2 separate regions of the Sus scrofa genome follow, and region 1 is linked to region 2. Evidence: chromatin contacts called from public HiChIP or PLAC-seq data. All regions are on one chromosome and are shown on one strand. Each heading gives the region's core, a stretch centred on a gene start, on an enhancer-like site or on the middle of the called end of the contact. The rest is flanking DNA. Distances are from core to core; before and after follow the strand shown.

Region 1 (7,082 bases), core at 1,522-4,021, 100 kb after region 2:
ATTTTTTTTTTATTATAACAGTTGGGACATGTGAAATATGTGTATTTATATACTCACTATTTGTAGCTGTGACAAAAGTTTATGTCCTACCAATATTATAATTCTGGCCAATTCTATTTCATGAGATTCCCACTGAAAAGGGAAAAAAAGGTATGTGGTAGTGCATTTGCAATACTCTATACTGCATTACTGAGCAGTAATGACCTCTTTTGATGAAGTGTTCTTGAAAATTGAGCACTTGCCTTACAGTTTTATGCTTTGGAAAAGAGGAAAAGTTTTCCATAACTAGCTTCTCCCTCCAAACAATTCAAACCTTATTTTTCCTCTACTGCACACTTGTTGGGAACTGGCCTTGTAGGACGCAGTCAGAGAATTGTCTCTGACGGTGGACTATTTTGATATTTTTGCTGTTGCTGTCCCTCTGTGTCACACTAGGTGAGTTGTCACAATAGGCAGAAGGAGTATCCAAGATTTAGCCTACATTCAAAAAAGGCTGCAAACCACATAACTGGATTTCATGACACTGAAATTATTTGTTCAATTCAGCTTCCTGTTAGCCAGTTTCTAAAAAGGCTTACAGCTCCTCGGCAGTACCATCCCCACCCCAGCATGAAGGAAAGAGTGACAGGGAGGTCAATATGGAAAAAGATAGATGTTTTATCCACTCTTATAATGTCTTTATTTTGATAATTATTTAAAAACTGATAACTCATGTACGTATTGCTGGAGCCACTCCCAGAATCTTGAAAGGAACCTGTGCCAGGGAGGGGCCCTGAAGTTTCAGCCCATGTAGCTTGTTGTAAATCCAGCTCTAGTCCTAACTGAGGAAGCTTTGGAAGAATAACTGTCATTCACACATGAAAGCCATTCCACTGCCAAATGTTAGTGTGCTTTTCCTCATACCCTCACACAAAACTCATTTGCCTTCTCCCTCATTTGATCAACCATATTTATTGAGCACTTACTATACACTAGGTTCTGTGTTCAGCTCTGAAAATACAATGATGCATAAGATCTACAGGGCGCTTCCTCTCATAGAGCTAGAGTCAATGCAACTACTTACGTGTCTAGTTAGAACACCTCAGGTTTGCAGTCAGCTGTCAGCCTTCTTAGGGCCTGTCCCACTGTGACTAATTCTTTAGGCTACATTCAGCCTAAGCGTTGGCCCGAATTACATACCACCACCCAGTTCGTGGAACCATCATGGCTTTCCCATCATGCTGCGCTTTAAGATCACTTACAAGGCCCCTGTTACACACTCCTGGCTGATTCAGTGGACTCATTTCCCTATCCCATTATGACTGTTCAGCTCACGAGGACTTCCTTCTGCTGTTTATTTTCCCTTTCCATCCAAGTTATCCCTCTTCTAGATTTTCATTACCTCACCTGCCACTCTGTGTAAGTACTCCTCACATACAATGTAATCACCTCACTCTGAACTGCCCATCATCTGCACAAAATCCTCCCTGAATCAAATGGGATAGTTTATCTTCATCACTTACCACATCTTTTGGGGGAAAACTTATAAATTCCATTTTCTACGTAAAAATCAAATTTCTCATATTTTATTTAGTCTTGAGCAGGAGCATGATACTATAAATTTGATACTTATTTTAAAATGCATGATTTTATGTAATTATTTTAATGTTAGCTTTCAGTTAAGGAATCATTTCTTTTCCAACTGGAGAGAGGATAAAGACTTGAAATGAGGAAATTTGGTGGTTTATGCACAACTGCAATACTTATTGTCTGATTGAGAGCTAGAGCTCATTCAGGTGGTATTTGGCTGGATTTGCAAGGCTTGCATCCCAGATTAGCTTTGCTTTCCAATCCAGATGTGGATGTGCGAAATGACCATGAGCCAAATGCGGAAGGATACACAAGTTGGCTGTAAAACCTGATGACCTATCTAGTGGAAAGATGAAACTTGACAGAGACCTGGAGATGGGCTCAAACTCCACTCTGAGATGCTTAAGAATCTGGGAGGAGACACATTAAAACCTTGAGGGGAAATGGTGAGCTTGAAAATGTACTAGTTGAAAGGTGCAAAAGGCTCAACCTAACCTTCTTTGGAAAGGCGATCTCTGTCCTGGTGGATTTCATAGAGTAAGTCTCTTATCCCTCTTACAGCCTTGCTAATGACAGTTGGAGCTCACATGGGCTGATCCATAATCAATTAAATATTCTAAATGTATAAACAATCTCTGTGAATCGATGAGACGTGTGGTCTTGAAGATAAAAGGATAACAGGTGTAGAGTCGCTGTTTTCTCAAGCTGGTCACATGAAAGGAGAAAACAGTGATGTGTGCAGCTGTATTTATACCTTGTATTCAATCATGGAAAATGTAGCATTCAATTTCATTGTCCACTCATTGAAAGTAAATCTTAAATAATTCTTTTTGGAATCTCACGATTTAACTGGACGTAGAATTCAGCCTTTCACCACTCAGCTCTGCCGAATTTTAAAATGCAATTCCAGTTGGTAAATGTAGTTTGAACTTTGTGAAGTCAAGGTAGTTAAGACCTATATTTTGTGAGAGTCTCTTAGAAATAGTGGCACCATTCCATCTGAGCAGGCACAATGCCTCTCTTAACAGATGGCTGGGAGAGAAGGCAGCCAAAAGACCATGTATGAACAACAAATGTGCCTGCTAAGGGCGGGAGTCCAAGTGGCGAATGTCGAAATTGTTTTCCATCCCAAGCTTTCAGGCCTGTGGCACCAGGAATGGGGAGTCAGTTGACTCTTGCCCACTAAAAAGAAATGACCAACAGCTCCCATGACTCTAGGAAAGGAGACCAGGAGACCTGGGAGTGGCAAATGCTCACTGTCCTTGTACCCTTATGTGGAAGTCCCTTCTTTTCTTTGTTAGCACCGGATTTATCTTGCGCTCATTTATACAAGCCAAAACCTGGTGTCACAAGAACACAGATAGGCAATTTGGCTTCTCTAGAAATGAAAAGTATTTCCAACCACAGGCATCAGATACAAAGTTATATTGCTCAAGAAGACAACGTATTATTTATAAGAAGGAAGCTGTCTTTGATGGTTGCTACTTTCCTTATTGTGCTTTTAACAACTTTCTACCAAATAAATGTGGGTCTGACTAGTTTATCTCTTATCTGTCTCGTTCAAGTACTGTAAGGATAGTACAATATCTCAAGTCTTGCTTGCATATGTCAGGACCTCTGGAATGAAAAACTACAATTTATGTGAATTTTGAAGCTATATTGTTGGATGATCAGTTTTACATCAGTGAGGGTTTTTTTTTTGTATAGTCTGTGGATGGAACTGAAATTTTTATAGAAACATTATTTTCTTGAAATCCAATGTCAATGGGTAAAGAGGGTGTGGAGTTTGAGCTCATATGTTTATATGAGGATGTTTTCTGTATGCAAATGGATAGGTACAAATATGAACATGAGAAATTTTTCATTTTGCTGGATTTATCTATATTAATTATTTGCACAACTGGATTTACTCAGTACTCACTTGAAATGGCACCAGAATGTGACAAGTACAGAGCAATAGGGTGGATAACAGGTCCCATTGTAAAATGAGGTGTTTGTCTGTTAGACTTATTATGAGACTTTTTAGTTCTTGGAAGTGATTCTACTTTTTAAAATTATTATATATTCAGTGAGTGAAGGTGAGAGGGAAGGAAAATCCACTTGGTGCCATAAAATCTGGATAAGGAGGCCTAATACTACTTCTCAAACAGTGGGCGCCCACTGCCCCTCCTCCCTAAGATTTCAACCCAATCTTTATCAGATGGATCGTACTCTCTATTATAATTGAAACCCACTCACATTAAATACAATATGGATGTAAAGGCCTTTTAAAAATAGCATGTGTTTTTATGTTTCAGATAAATGAGAATCTTTATATAAAATATTACTGGGTTATTGACTTAAGAATCTCCTATCTGCTGAATCTAATTAATATAGCAAGTGTTGGTTATTCTGACAGTGATGCAGCTTTGTGAAATCTATTCCAAGATATTCTTTCCAGATCTTCTTGCCAGTTTTTTTTTGTTTGAGTCTTGAAGCTGAAAATCAATCATGCTGACAATTCATGTTATTTACATTTTTAAAAATAATTTACCAAATCCAGAAATATTATCCCTAACTTTTTTTTTACAATGTAAATTTTATTTATTATGGTGACATTTAAAATTTTTCATCTGTAGTTTAAAATAACATTGGTTTGGAGTTCCCATCGTGGCTCACTGGAAACGAATTTGACTAGCACCCATGAAGACGCAGGTTCAACCCCTGGCCTCGCTCAGTGAGTTAAGGATCCCAAGTTGCCGTGAGCTGTGGCAGCTGAGGTTGCAGATGTGGCTTGGATCTGGGGTTGCTGTGGCTGTGGCATAGGCTGGCAGCTCTGGCTCCGATTCGACCCCTAGCCTGGGAACCTCTGTATGGAGCCAGTGCCACCCTAAAAAGCAAAAAAAAAAAAAAAAAAAAAAAGAAAAGAAAAAGAAAAAAAAAGAAAATTTTAATTAAAAAAAACCATTGGTTTAAAATAATGTAGTTTAAAATGACCTCTTAGGGAGTTCTCTTTTGGCACAGCGGGTTAAGGACATGGCATTGTCACTGCGTTAGCTTGGGTCGCTGCTGTGGCTTGGGTTTGATTCCTGGCCTGGAAACTTCCACATGCCAAGGACATGGCCAAAAATAAACATGACATCTTAGTATTGTTGCAAAGCTGAATTGTACTCAGAATTTATATTCATAGTTTAATTTCTTAATTTAAATTTTATAGAATTATAAAATATAACATGAACATAGTTCTGGAACCAAAATCACGGTTTAATGAAATCAGAATTTTTAATTTTATTTTTATTACAATTAAATTTTTTTTTTTTAATGGCCACACCAGTGGCATATGGAAGTTCCTGGGCCAGAGATCAAATTCAAGCCACAACTGCTGACCTGTGCTGCAGCTGCACAATGCTGGATCCTGTAAACCATTGTGCTGGGCAAGGGATGGAACACACATCTCCATGAAAACCTGAGACACTACCATCAGATTCTTAACCCACTGTGCCGCAGTGGGAATTCCGGAATATTTAATTTAATTTTTTGATTTTTGTTTAAAGATTTTTATTTTTTCCATTGTAGTTGGTTTACAGTGTTCTGTGAGTTTTCCACTGTACAACAAAGTGACTCAGACATATATCTACATTCTTTTTCTCACATTATGCTCCATCATGTTCCATTACAAGTGACTAGATGTAATTCCTTGTGCTATGCAGCGGGACCTCCTTGCCTATCCACTCCAAATGCAATAGTTTGCATCTATTAACCCCAAATATTTAAAGTGCTGAACAAAAAAGTCTATCAGGCTGTTTGGATTATTTAATTATTGGAACTATGCTGCCCTCTACTGACAGTATTGGACAACTTGTTTTATTTGCTTGTTACTCTCATTGCCTAGTACCAAGCCTGTAAATTTAGAGTTGTCTTTTCAATCCTGATTGACTATTAGAATCACCTGAGAAGCTTTTAAAATTATCCCTATTCCCACCACCTAATAAAGATTCTGATTTATTCACTCATGGCCTGGCATCAGCTGTTTTGATAAGCTCCCCGGGAATTTCAAATTTGCATCATGTTAAGGAATATTAATTGAGGCACAGAAATAAAGTATTCCCAATAACGATCATACCCCTGTGCCAGAGCATTTAGCACACTAGTGATCAATAGTCTCCGTCGTCTGTTTTTCAGTGCCATTGTCGGAGACAGTTTCCATCCAAAAATTCCCCTGATTAACCATGGGTGAGGTCACAACACAGGCACAGCAGTATGTGACACAGATGTGCAGAAACAGATGCACGATTGCAGGAGCCCCTCTTCTTCCTGTATCCTCTGCATCCCAGCTTCCTGTCAACTTCAACCAAAATATAGCTTCATTGCTATAACTAAGAAGGCTTTAAAATTGATGTCAGTCCTTGTGGGAAGAAGGGCAGACAAGACTGGGGGGATGGCACCTAAACAGAAAACAGGAATGGGAGGTTTTTTTAATCTCAAGGTGTGTGTGTGCATATCTGTGTCTCTTTGTGTCTGCATGTCTGTGTTTCCTGCCTTTCTATTTGGAATGTAATTCCAAGAAGAAATGGATTTTTATCTGTTTTAGGACAATGTGTGGCGCGTAGTTGTCCTTCAATAGACATTGTTTAACAGCTGAACAAATAAATGAATGAGTAGGCTTATGTGTGAGGGTCTGATTATGAATAAATGTTCAAGGTTATGCAAGAAAGAATAGTCAAACCTAAGCTGGATGAAAGAAAAGACCTATTCAACTAAAAGACTGACAGTATATATCACTATAAAAAAAGAATGAGAATAGTGAGAAAAAGCTAATCTATAATTAATTTCTGGAAATCTGTGAATTGTGTCAAAACGCAATCATTCCAAGATTGACCTTAGAGATTGTTTAAGATCACATACTAAAAACAAAACTAAACAGTCACCTTTGGAGCATTTTAGGGACCCGATTCATTATATTGATAACTGGCAAATGAAGAGAATCAGTCATTTATCTTGCCTTTTCTATACAAACTTTACCCCTGGGCATCCAAATACAAGTATACTTCTATAAAAGTATTCCAGTTAGTAAATGAAGAAGAAGGTATAGAATTAGACTATCACAGCGAATTAATGGTTTAGGCACTGAGCATCAATAGCCGCTAACAGGACAGAAGGAGGGTAAGCAGACATTAGGTGCCTCTAGATGGAAGGACACACCACCTATGAACCAGTCTTCCTTAAAAAAAAATTGAACCTAAATCTGGCAGGGCTGTAGGCCAATCACCAATATATACGGAAGCCCAAACTTATGAAGCTGTATCACAGAGATGCAGTCAGCAAAATCCAGAATGGAGGAAATTGTACAGGACAAATAGCCTGGTTTCACCAAAACTAAATTGCCAGAAGGAGAGTTGGAGGAGGAATCTATTGATTAAAATATCTTAAAAGACATATCAAACCAAACACAACGTGTAGGCTTCATTTGGAACTTAATTCAAACAAACTATAAAAATAAATGACATTTAATGGCTAGTTGGAATTTAAACATT
Region 2 (6,465 bases), core at 3,373-5,872:
TTGTCAATTTTATTAGTCTTTTTAAAAATGCAGATTTTGGCTTTATTGGTTCTCCCTTATATTTTGATTTCCTTCCTTTAAAAATAAAATTTGCTTTATCAAAAATTTTTGAGCACACAACTTAAAGAGTTAAAAAATTTAATTTTCATAATATAACAGGCTCTTGCCTCCGTTATCTCATTTCTTCCTTCTTGGATATGTAACTTTCATTTCTTTTGTCTGATTATTTTGATATTTACAGCCAAGACTCTAAATGACATGTTTTTACTGCTATTTCCTAATTTTTCAATTGTAGGCATTTTCCAGTGAGCTCCATATTAGGTTAAAACACTTTTTTCAGTAATTCCCATTGCGGCTTAGTGGGTTAAGAACCCAGTGTAGTCTCCATGAGGATGAAGGTTCAATCCCTGGTCTCGCTCAGTGGGTTGAGGATCTGGTGTTGTCACAAGCTGCGGTGTAAGTCACAGGTGCAACTTGGATCTGCTGATGTTGCTGTGATTTAGACCTGCAGCTGCAGCTCCAATTTGACCCCTATCCTGGGAACTTCCATATGCTGCAGATGTGGCCATAAAAAAGAAGAAAAAAACCCTCTTCTTTCTTATCACAATATATTTTCTTTCATAGCACAAATCACAATGTTTTACCTTTATTTGCATAATTATATTATTAATTTTTTTTTCTTTTTTAGAAGCCTCATGTGGTCAAGGACTTTGCTTGCTTTTGGTTTCCATTGATTCTCCAATGTCTAGAACAGGGTGAACTTCAACTATTTGTTGGATGAGTGAATGAATGAGTGAATGGCATAATGTGGAAAAGAGAACTGTCAAGAGTTGAAAGAGATGGTGTTTCTTTGAAGGATGACTTGGACAGGATGAGTGAAGTAAGGCATTGTCAGTTATACTAGTTGATCTGTGGCAGACTGAAGTATCTAAGACTGTGAACTCCTGTTTTGTACAAGGCAGTGTTGGTACCTTTTTCAGTATTTTAAAATTTCCTTTTGCTTCCTTTAGGTTCATAATAAAGAGCATTAGAAAATGTTCTGTTTCTACAGAGATAAAGATAAAGAAATATGGAGATGAGTTTCAGTCCATAGGTTTCGATAGGGTTTGGGAGTAGATTTGTCCAGGAAAGCTGGGTTATTGTTTAAGTGCCAAGGAAGCAAATAAGGAGAGAAGCATAGTGCATGAGTGGTCCCTTCGGATTTCCATTTTTTTTCAATGTATTCATTTAAAATTTTAAAACTACATAAATTTTCCAACAGGCACACAGTAGTAGACAGAAGGATCTAATGAATCCTTTCCCTGTATCAGCATTTTTTTATTTTTCCCGTCTTGTTTTCTTTATCCCCACTCTGTTAGTCATGGTTCTCTAGAGAAGCAAAACAAACAGTATGTATGTGTGTGTAAAGATATATATATACACACACACACACATACCACAATTATGGAGCCTGAGAAGTGCCAAGGTCTGAAGTCTGCAGGTTGGAGACCCAGAAAAGTTGTTTTAGTTTTAGTCTGAGTCCAAAGACCTAGGAACCAGGAGAACTAGTGGTGACTTGCCAGACCCGAAACCCAAGAAGGGCTGATGCTGCAGTTAGAGTCTGAAGGCAAGAAAAAACTGTCCCAGCTCAGTAGTCAGTTCCCTCTAACCCAGCCTTTTTGTTCTACATAGGTCTTCAACTGACTGAGGTCCATCCCCACATTAGGGAGGGCAAACTGCTTTGCTCAGATAAAGCTGCTGATTCAGATGTTAATCTCATCTAGAAACACCCTTAGAGATACAGCCAGAATGTTTGGCCAAATGTCTGGGTACCCTGTGGCCCAGTCAAGTTGACACAATTTAACTATCACATTCACCCATGTATATATTTTTTTATCAAATACGTTTTATGTGAATTCAGAATATTATCTTATTTTACAAGAAAGTGCTTCAGTATTTGCTGCTATATCAATTTTCTGAAAAGTAAACATTAGTTTAAAATCAGTTTTAGATTCACAGAAAAATTGCAAAATAGTACATAGAGTTCCTATATACTTCACATCCAGTTTCTCCTATTATTAATATATTACATTAATATAGTACATTTGTCATAATTAATGAACCAGTATTGACACATTATTGTTAACCAAGGTCCACCATCTATTTAAATTTTCTTAGTTTTTACCTAATGTCCTTTTTCTAGTCCAGAATCCCATCTAAGATACTACATTACATTAAACGTTATGTGTCCTAAGGCTTCTCTTGGCTGTGACAGTTTCTCAGACTTTTCATGTTTTTGATAACCTTGACAGTTTTGAGGATTAGCAGTCAGGTAACTTGAAGAATGCTCCTGTATTATAATTTGTTTAGTGTTTTGTCATGATTAGATTGGAGTAATACAGTTTTGGAGTTGAAACTACAGAGGTAAAATATTGTTCTCATCATATCATGATAAGTACACATACTACCAACACGATTTATCACTTTTGATGGTGACTTTGATCACTTGGCTGAGGTAGTTTGTCAGGTTTTTCCACTGCAAAATTATTCTTTTCCCCTCCTTTCCATATTGCACTTCTGGGAAGAAAGTCACTATGTGGAACTCATACTTAAGAAGTGGGGAGGAGTTCCCGCCGTGGCACAGTGGTTAACAAATCCGACTAGGAACCATGAGGTTGCGGGTTCGGTCCCTGCCCTTGCTCAGTGGGTTAACGATCCGGCGTTGCCGTGAGCTGTGTGTAGGTTGCAGATGTGGCTCGGATCCTGCATTGCTGTGGCTCTGGCGTAGGCCGGTGGCTACAGCTCCGATTTGACCCCTAGCCTGGGAACCTCCATATGCCTCAGGAGCGGCCCAAGAAACAGCAAAAAGACAAAAAAAAAGACAAAAAAAAAAAAAAAAAAGAATTGGGGAGTTATACGCCTTTCCCTGTGTGTAGACTATCTACATGTATTATTTCGAATTCTTCGTGGGGTATTTATCTTTTCTCATATAAAAATTTATTTATTTATATTTATTTATTTCAGTATGGATTCATGAGTATTTACTTTATGTTTTGGGTTATAATCCAATACTACTTTATTTTCTTCCTGTATTTTTTAATCTTTGATCATTTGGAGCTTGACTACTTGAAGTTCTTTTAGTTGTCCTTCATATCCCTTTAACATACCTCCATCCACAAGTTTTACAACTTTCTAATTAAGTTTTAAATTTTTTGAGCACCTTCTTTTTGACATTATTGAATGCTCCATGCTTATCTTGCATTTTGTGTACCAGTCTTAGGATCAGTCTTTTCTCAAAGAGACCTGTTGTTTTTAACTGGAAAATGGTGTTGGGCACTAGGTGTGTGTATTGTCACTGGTTTTCATTGCTTCTACGCATTTTCAGCTGATGGAGCAAAGGAGAAAATATATGTGTGTATGCAACCCTCTGTATATATACAGAACTTTTAATATTTCTGTATGTAATCATTTTATTGATGCTGGAATGATGTCACTGGAATCCGGATTCTTGTTCACGGGCAGTCAAAGAATGAACTCTGTGAACACACAGGCAGCAAGCAAGCAAAGTCTTTATTAAAGGAAATCAAATAGCTCCCAGGGCTGCTGGGAGGCGGGAGAAGAACCTCCCCTCTCTATTGTCCTATAGGGGTTTATATGCCTCAAAGATGGGAGGTACCAACGTGGGGTCCAGAAAGATGTAGTTTTCTCCCATTGGCCTTGCTCATAAGTTCTTATTCAATAGGGGTTTTGGGGTGGAAATGTCTTGTAGGTCTCATGGTTTCTTTGCACCTTTCTTCCAGTAAACTGAGTCACAGGGGATAGGGATTAATGTCCATCAAGGTGTAGATACACTCCCTATAGTAAACAACGCCTGTGGGGATGTTACTCCTTGGAGCCCTTAAGCCACAAATGTTAATCAATAGCCACATCAAAGAATGCATCAAAGCCCATACTCCTATACTGACTACCTGAGTTAGTACTCTGCCTCATTATCTATGTTAAATTAAACTTGAGTTCAGGTTGATGTTTCCAACTCTAATCCACTACAAAATGGGTCATTCTAGTCTTCTACCCTTGCTTATTTATAAATTACCAGTTCAAGAATAGGAAATTTGGCTCTCATTTTCCACTCATTTTCCTGCCCCAAAGGAAAATCCTGTAGAAGTGAATTGCACAATAATCAGGGAACAGAAGAATGCAGAAGAGTGGAAGAGCCGGTATACCATATTATTTAATTAATGTTTGCTGAATTATGAATGAATTAGTTCATTCAATTCACAAGTATTTTTTTGAGCTGCTCCTATGTGGTAGACAGCTGGAAACACAGCAGTGAATAAAAACAGACTGGATCCCTTCTGTCATGCAGCTTCTGTGCTAGTAAATGAATTTGGATGATGAATGAATGAGTAAATACTACAACATTCTTTTATGGTCATGTCATAAACTCTTGTGGTCTTAAATTATTTGGCTAAAATATTTGAAATTTCATCTCGCCAGATGCTACTTGGGCTATGACTGCTTGTTTTTCTTCATTTTTAGGTTGATTTTGTCCTGGAAATCCCCCTGCTTTGTCATGTGCTGGGCTGCTGTTTGCAAGGTAACACCTAGAGAGCTGATTACATCCATACACTGGGGAAATGGGGAACATGTATCTGGGATGGGTGAATGATTTTTCACTTCTGTGAGAGAGATCAAATTATCAGCAGGGCTGCTAATCTGCCTATCTGCAAAAATAGCCAGAAATATGCACAAATGTAAACATAAAAGGAGACGCTCATAATTTGCATAGCTCTCATGTTTGTCCATCAGTCACCCTAAATGCCTGTAAGCTGTCAGGCTGGACACAAATGTGCTGTAGCTTGAGGAATTGTCATTTCATCTTCCAATGAGATACTTTATTATCACCGTTAATTGATTAAACATTTTCAACACTCACTGAGTAAACCAGTCACGCCATCTATTTCTACCTTGGGCTTCTGTTTATGGTCTGAGTGTGCCAAACATCCAGACTAAATGAAAATATACCCTCCAGGAACCACGCGTGGCATCTCTCATAACAAGCTGCAGCACCTCTCTGAAGCACGGCTGCTATGTCATGGGGAATCCCGGGAATCTTTAGCTTAACTCCCTGTGCCTTGGAGCCTCTAGGAGGACTGGAAAGTGAGCGGTGTTGGAGGATTCATGTGTGCAGATGGCTGGCATACTTACATCTCTCATTTTGAGGGAAAAGGAGCAGTGTCAAGGAACAGATTAGGTATCCCTGGGATAGCTGGGATTTGTGACAATCCCAGTTGACAATGTGAGTCTCAGCCAGATCTCTGAGACTGCCCGTGTTGACCTTCTATGGTTTTCTGGATCATGGGAGGGTGCTGATTGTTGCTTGTGCCTTATTCATTTAAAATTCTCTGTCTGGAGTTCCCGCTGCGGCTCAGCTTGTTAAGAACCCAACACAGTGTCCATGAGGGTGTGTGTTCGATCCCTGGTCTCGCTCAGGGGGTTAAGGATCTGGCATTGCTGCAAGCTGTGGTGTAGGCTGGCACCTGCAGCTCTGATTTGATCCCTTGCCAGGGAACTTCTATATGCCACAGGTGTGGCTCTAGAAAATAAAAAAAATTCTCTATCAAATTCAAATAAAAAGGAATTGATCCTATTTGCCTTTCCATTTTAAAGATGGTATTAAAGCCTGGGAAGGATAGTGGGGGTGGAGTGGGAGAGAGGAGAAGAACTTGGCTAAATGGAAAGTGTTGAGATGATTCAAATGGCTCATGCTGACAGAGCAGGGGTGCCTTGACCTTCTGTGGGGGCCACGTAGGCAGCCTCCTACTGGTGGTTATTTTGGGTGCTGGAAAGCCTGCCTGCCCTGAAATATCTCTCCGTGCCATCTTGCCAGATTCTGTAATTCCCACGACAAGAGCCATCCTCCACTTAAAGGCATTGTGTCTCCAGAAGGCCTGGGTCAGAGTGCAGCCATCCATAGGCAATGACACATATTTAACCCATAATCGCCCATAAGCCCGGAACCTGGCTGCATAGAACAGCTACCAGCTGTTGGTAACCCAACACTGCCTTGCTAAGAGAAGCTTTTTGACAGCCTCTTCACATAAGTGGGGGAAATGGGTGGCTGCAAAGCTCTGGATCAGGAGCGTGATGGCTTCCATGGGAGCAGCCAAATTGCTGCAGTGATGGCGTCTCTCTCCATCCTCCTGGGGTACAGGAAAGTTAGATGTTGGCTAGTATGAGAAATTTGGAAATGCAAATAGCATCAGGGGAGCGTATATAAGTTCATGGATGATGGATCCAACGTGGAATCAGCGAATGCTTGGGGCACACCCTTAACTGGTTTATCTCTGAGGGAGCAAGACAACTGTCTACCAGGCTTGATTTGATTGACAACCCTCCCCCCCCAATATTCTGTTATTGGTCAGTAAATGTGTCTGATGGTTTCACTGTAATTATTTATTTCTTTGGGCATAGAAGTCACTGTTA

What was found. HiChIP or PLAC-seq counts read pairs in DNA pulled down with a chosen protein or histone mark.
Region 1: an H3K27ac HiChIP or PLAC-seq map of skeletal muscle shows a contact between it and region 2. The contact joins two enhancer-like sites. A contact is called at or near these places in 9 of 47 Hi-C or Micro-C datasets (embryonic fibroblasts, epiblast stem cells, fetal skeletal muscle and 4 more) and 1 of 2 datasets of contacts at active chromatin or transcription factors (skeletal muscle).

The regions. Positions count from the first base shown.
Region 1 is chr1:44,720,065-44,727,146 of Sscrofa11.1, forward strand. No RefSeq gene overlaps it. Among named protein-coding and RNA genes, the nearest start is that of RFX6, 100 kb to the right of the region's middle. Within about 2 kb of position 2,772, at least 4 of the 83 cell types and tissues checked have an H3K27ac peak or open chromatin away from gene starts, as enhancers often do. A contact at or near this core is called in fetal skeletal muscle and skeletal muscle, where this site is marked.
Region 2 is chr1:44,614,104-44,620,568 of Sscrofa11.1, forward strand. No RefSeq gene overlaps it. Among named protein-coding and RNA genes, the nearest start is that of VGLL2, 60 kb to the left of the region's middle. Within about 2 kb of position 4,623, at least 7 of the 83 cell types and tissues checked have an H3K27ac peak or open chromatin away from gene starts, as enhancers often do. A contact at or near this core is called in fetal skeletal muscle and skeletal muscle, where this site is marked.